Linked DNA regions of Mus musculus: region 2 is linked to region 1. Evidence: chromatin contacts called from public HiChIP or PLAC-seq data. All regions are on one chromosome and are shown on one strand. The core of a region is the stretch at or near the end of the contact, and the rest is flanking DNA. Distances in the headings are between cores, read along the strand shown. Region 1 has its middle 17 kb from the start of Tfeb. Region 2 holds the start of B430306N03Rik (RIKEN cDNA B430306N03 gene).

Region 1 (2,870 bases), core at 328-2,827:
TATGCATACACACACACATATATATATATGTATATATATATATATTTTTAAACTGGGCACCTGGAATTCAGTGTGCAAAAATAAAAGATAAAATTCATTTCTGGTTCTGTTTTGAGAGAGGATCTCCTATATTCTAGGCTGACCTCCAAAGTGGCTCGGAAGGCAAAGATGACCTCAAATTTCTCTCTCTCTCTCTCTCTCTCTCTCTCTCCTCTCTCTCGTGGGTGTGGGTGTGGGTGTGTATTTCCATCTGGGGTGTGTGGTCATGTGTGCATGCCAATGTGTGGATTGCCTGTGTGCACGTGTGGAGACCTGAAGCTGATGGCGCGTGTCTTTTTGTGTCTTTTTTTTTTTTTTTATTGTTCTTCACTTTCTTGACATAGTCTCTCAGTGGAAGCCAGAGTCAGACACTTGCTAGACAGACTAGCCGGCTTGACCTGGGCATCCCGCTCCCTGCTGCACCTGCCCAGCTCCTGTGTATACCCATGGGTTCCAAAGCCTGGTCCTGAGGCTTGTTTGACCCAGTGAGTCATTTTGCGCTGGGCAAGCATTTCTCCAACTGTACTGTATCCCCACCCCTCTTCTTGTCTTTTCCCGCTGGCCCCAGATTTAACCATCCTTCTGTTGTGGCTTCTTAACAGCGACCCTCGCCACCCCTTCCCCTGCTACTCAGCCCAGACCTGGTGGTTGGGTACAGAGCAGTCCCGATGGCCATCCTTCTTGGTGTCAGGAGGCAGTAGGCAGGGCAGCCAGAGGCATGCTGGATGGCCAGGCCTCCAGCTTGTTCAAAGACACTTGGAGGCATGTGTCACACACTGTGGCTTTTCCTCTTCTTGCTCAGTCCCCAGACAGGAGTAGAACCTGTCATCACACCAACACAAAACCCTACATCCATTGGCAGTCACTGCCTTCAACTCCCCTCCTATAAACCCTGGGCAGCTTCTGCTTCCAGTGTCTCAGGGGTGACTTGTGTAATGGATAGGACTCTGGTCTTCCCTGCACCCTGAGGTCCTCCCTCCCTTTCCTCAACCTCCCTACTCCGTGGCAGAGTTTGAAGTCCATTGAGGATGGTGTCTGCTGGATGTGACAAAGGCAAATCACGGGCCACTGGGCTTCATCTGCTCACACCCCCCTTGGCCTTCTCTGTCTGCCAGAAGCCATTTGGAGTCATCCAGGCTCCAGCATCCTGGCCTGGCCTGCAGCCCTTCAGTTCTGTGTGGCTGGAGTGACTTTTCTTTGCTAGCTGACTGCCTTGTGCTCACTGGGTGAAGCCCACATACCTCCAGGTCAGAGAGAGGCCTTTTCAGTTCCTCACAACCAGCAGCCTCAGCTTTGACTGCATCCCCATACCCTCCCAATAGCTCAGCCTGACCTGACTCTATCCAGTCATTGTTTCATTTCTGTTTGTTTATTTGTTTGTTTGTTGAGATGATCTCACACAGCCCAGTCTGGCCTTAAACTCAATTATGTAGCAGAGGATGTTTTTGAACTCCTGATCTTCCTGCTTCCATGTCCCATGTGCTCATTGCATATGTGGAGCAAGCTCCCCACCCCCACCCCCTTTCTGAAGTTCTGGGGATTGAACCCACAGCTTCCTGAATACTGGTTGAACACTGAATCAGCAGAGCTGCCCGGCCTGTGGAGTTTCCTCTTAACTCCCAATTTCCTGAGCCAAATGTCAGCTGTCTCAGGTCCAACGGTCTTTGCAGCCCAGAAAAATCACTTTTGAGCACTTTCGGAAGGCAGGCTGGGACCTCCAGCCAGAGCTACAGGAATAATTGACAAGCCACGCCCCCTGCGTTTCCTAAATGGCCCCAGAGTAAACCACTAAGTGCAGGGATCCCTGGGAATAGAAGCCCATCAGAGGCTGGGACTGAGCAGAGGATCGTGATTGTCACGGGCCTCTGGTACCCTCCCTCCCCCACCCACAGGAAGCGGTCCCACTGAGGGAGGAGAAGCAGAGAGATGTGGCTTGAGGGAGAGATGAAATGAAGAATAGATAGAATTGTTCCCATTTGACAACTTTTTCTAATTAGGGAGCAATTATATCTTCGGGTACCTAACTGGGGTCCTGGTAGATTCTCTAGGTTGCTAAGTAATTAGTGACCAGTAGTCCTGGCAGGGGGAAGGCAGGGAAGGGTATATTGTCTCAACGCTTTGGTTTGCTCTGCCTGTGATGTGGGGGTGGGGGTTGTAGCTTTCTCCAGGGAACAGGCAGGTAAACAGGGCTGTTTTGCTTTCTCCCTGTCCCTGAGTTCTGAGCTGGGAGCTCGTTGTTTCTTTGTAGCCAGCAATCAACACTGTGAGGGTGTAGGGACATCTGGGCTAGTGTCTCTTTAGCACCCATGTGTTCACTCAGCTTCCAGGAAGACAGTCACTTTCAGTTTGGAAATTGTTCTAGGAAGTTCATTTGTACATGTATACACACACACACACACACACACACACCGTGGCAGAAAGATTTAATGATATCATTATCCCTACTTTATAAGCAAGAAAAGTGACATACAGAGTAATGTAAATATAAGGATTTGCCCTACAATTATCAAGGTTGTGATTGAAGGTACTGGAGAGATGGCTCTGTGGTTCAGAGTACTTGCTGTAAAAGGACCAGGGTTCACTCCCCAGCACCCACAACCATCTGTAACTCAAGTCACAGGTCTGCTGCCCTCTTCTGACTTCTTTGGGTTCTGCAGCCTGTGATGCACGTATTCCCGCACAGACAAAACACACAGAGAAAAGATTTTCTTAAAATGTGCTCGAAGAGTTTCAAGAAATGATCTATTTATTTTTATTTTGTGTGTGAGCGCTTCCAGTTTCCTGCCCTGTGGAGAGGTGAGCAAGTGGCCAATATAAACTCCCACCCTGAG
Region 2 (2,937 bases), core at 199-2,698, 510 kb after region 1:
AACCTGCCAAGGCCCAACTCACCCCTAGACACCTTGTCTTGCCACTGGCTGATTGATTCTGGTATCTAAAGGCTTGGCATCCCTTTGCCAACTTGATTAAAGACTTTCCCACTTCTCAGGCCTCCTCCCAGGGTGACCTGCACTTCCCCAGTGCCTGCACAACGCTCATTCCTCTGTCCCGTTCTTCCGCAGAGCCTTTCACAAGTCCTGTGCCCATCGGCTTCAGCCCTTGCTCCCTGGCATCCTACCTGAAACCCTGCATTTCCATTTAAAGGTTCCCCACTATTACAGGTTTTTACATTTTATTTTTATTTATTTGTTTATTTGAGACAGGGCCTCTGTTGTGCTCACCTTGTCCGGCAAGGAAAAACACAACACGGTCGGATTCCTCTCAACAGCTTTATTGCAGGAACGCCTCAATGCTAAGGGAACCCCGGGAACCCAGGGAGGACTGCTTATATACACCCCAGCACTGGGGAGGGCTATGTGTCCTCCTGGGATTGGTCAGTCTGCCGGCACTTTAATTTGCATGCACCCGCTTGGGAGGGGTTGGCGCCAGATTCGGGCTAGCGCCTGCGCAGTAGTGTTGTTTATGGTGAGGGTGTACCGGAGACCGGCGCCATCTTTTAGGGTTAGGCCGGCTGCCTACAGGCCTCATGTAGCCCTGATTGAACTTGCTACGTAGCCAAGGATAAACATGACCTCTCCATCCTCCTGCCTCTGCCTCCTAAGTTCTAGGATGATAGTCAGGCACCATCATGCCTGGTTTTCTCCTTACTTATCTGATAACTGGGAACAGCCTGTAGCTATTGATATTTCATAGTGCATGCACTGACATGCATATTTATTTACTTTAAGTTTTTTTTTTTCTGTGTGGAATCGAGCACACTGCTGTTGGGAATTGAGTCTCACATTTTAGCCTGTGGGTCATGGTTCTCAGTCTGGGTAGCACGTGTCCTTACCTGCTGAAGCATCTCACTGTCCTGTGACAACTATTTTTAAAATGTTTAATGAATACATCAAATTCTTAGCAGTGAATGTGGCATGTTGGGAAACTGGGTGTGTGGGGTAACATAGGGCCTGGGGCTCCCCTTTCCCTTCCCCCATTCTGAAGTCTTCCTTCATGCCCAGCTTTCCCATCCCCCACCCTGACCAGGCTCCTGCCCACTCCCTTGCTCCTCCATTCCTGAGAATAAATGCCCATCTCCTTTCCTCTCATGGCCTCTGCTCCACATGTGACAGGTGGGCTGGTAGGAGGGTCTAACCTGAGGGCAAGCAGGGCTTAGAGTTCTAGCCAGGTCTCCAAAGGGCCTCTGACTCTGTCACCTGCCTTCTGTGGGTGCATCTTGGGTGGAGAACAGAGACTTTAAGCTAAAGAGGAAGTGGCGGAACTGGCCGGGGAGGAGAAATGAGAATTCTCTTACTTCACTTTCCTCCTGGGTGTTCTCAGCTCTCCTCAGGCCTGGCCTTGTGAGGCAGGAGATCAGAGTCTCTGAGAGCTTTCATCTAGTTCAGAGCAGGGCTGTAGCTGGAGGATCCACAGGACTGCACAGGCCTTGCCCAGCTTCTCTCTCATCCACAGAGGTCTCTGCCTTCCTTAGCAGCTCCTGCAGAACTGGCTGTGGTGGCTCCTGAATCCTGCCCAGGGTTGCTCTTCTCTCTTCAGAGCGCCCCTCCTTTCTTGCTCAACATCACAGCTCAGGAGGACTCAGTGATGGCCTGGGAGCCCACATACCTGCTCTCCCCAGTGCTGCTGCTGCTCCTGGCCTCAGGTGAGGACAGGGACAAGGACAGAGGGAAAAAACCAGGTTGAAGAGAGGGCAGGGGACAGGAGGTGTGCACAATGGGGCTCTGTGCTTGTGAGGGCAGAGTACATGGGGGGCTGTGGCCAGCCGCTGCCTGCAACAAGTTCTGAGCATAGACACACAGAGGGTCTCTCTCTCCCTGAGAAGGGAACCCATCTCCTCCTGCTGCTGCAGAGGATGGGGGCTCTCTGACATGAAACATTTATTCCCAGGCTCCTGGACACAGAAACCAGAGTTACTTCGAGCACAGGAGGGTGAGACTGTTTCTTTGACATGCTGGTATGATTCGCTCTACCACTCCGATGAGAAGATCTGGTGTAAGCAAATAGACAACTTGTGTTACCTCTTCGTCAGCAAAAGTGCCGAGAAGCCAAGATTCCTCATCCAGCAGTCTTCTCGCTTCAACTTCTTCACTGTCACCATGACTAAGCTCAAGATGAGTGACTCGGGCATCTATCACTGTGGGATCGCTGTAAATACCAGGATAATTTATCTCAGAAGTATTCACCTGGTGGTGTCAAAAGGTGAGCTTCCCCTTCCATGTGGCTCTCGGCCTTCCTGAGTTGCAAGGCTCCAGAGTTGGAGAGGACTCAAGAAACAGCTTCCTCTAGTAGAGACGTTCTCAACCTGTGGGTCAAGAGCCCTACAGGGGTCTCATATCAGATATTTACATTATGATTCATAATAGTTACAAAATTACAGTTACAGAGTAGCAACAAAATACTTTTGTGATTAGGGGTCACCTCAGCATGAGGAACTGTCTTAGTGTCACAGCATTAGGAAGACTGAAAAATCACTGCTCTAGTTGCTGAAAACTGGCGTAGAGAAGAATGGCCCCTCCCCTAAGGCCACCAGCCGCTTAAAGCCAGTGGCCAGCTGAACCCCAAGCTTGCTGGCCTCTGGCTGGTTCTTACTGGTTTCTCTGAACACTTTTGCCTCGTTGCTGCTAACAGAAATCTATTTCTTTGGCTGGATCTCAGAGTTCCCCCATGCATTCACAGCCTTCCATTCCTGAACACCCGTTGCCTGTAATCCCATCAGAAACCCTCTCTCCAGGGGCGGTGGAGAGATCTCATAGCCAGTGGGCAGGGCACTGAGAGATGTGGACTCAGAGGAGACAGGTAGAAAGTGA

What was found. HiChIP or PLAC-seq counts read pairs in DNA pulled down with a chosen protein or histone mark.
Region 2: a contact with region 1 is called in an H3K4me3 HiChIP or PLAC-seq map of bone marrow-derived macrophages, with 3 times the contacts expected there. The contact joins the promoter of B430306N03Rik here to the enhancer-like site in region 1. A contact is called at or near these places in 3 of 115 datasets of contacts at active chromatin or transcription factors (T-cell acute lymphoblastic leukemia, bone marrow-derived macrophages and large pre-B cells) and 1 of 9 other capture datasets (embryonic stem cells).

The regions. Positions count from the first base shown.
Region 1 is chr17:47,801,189-47,804,058 of GRCm38.p6, forward strand. No RefSeq gene overlaps it. Among named protein-coding and RNA genes, the nearest start is that of Tfeb, 17 kb to the left of the region's middle. Within about 2 kb of position 1,578, at least 15 of the 459 cell types and tissues checked have an H3K27ac peak or open chromatin away from gene starts, as enhancers often do. A contact at or near this core is called in bone marrow-derived macrophages, where this site is marked.
Region 2 is chr17:48,314,714-48,317,650 of GRCm38.p6, forward strand. It overlaps B430306N03Rik (RIKEN cDNA B430306N03 gene), which reads left to right and starts at 1,449. Exons shown (of 6, transcript NM_177083.4): 1 at 1,449-1,772; 2 at 2,018-2,329. The coding sequence starts at 1,715.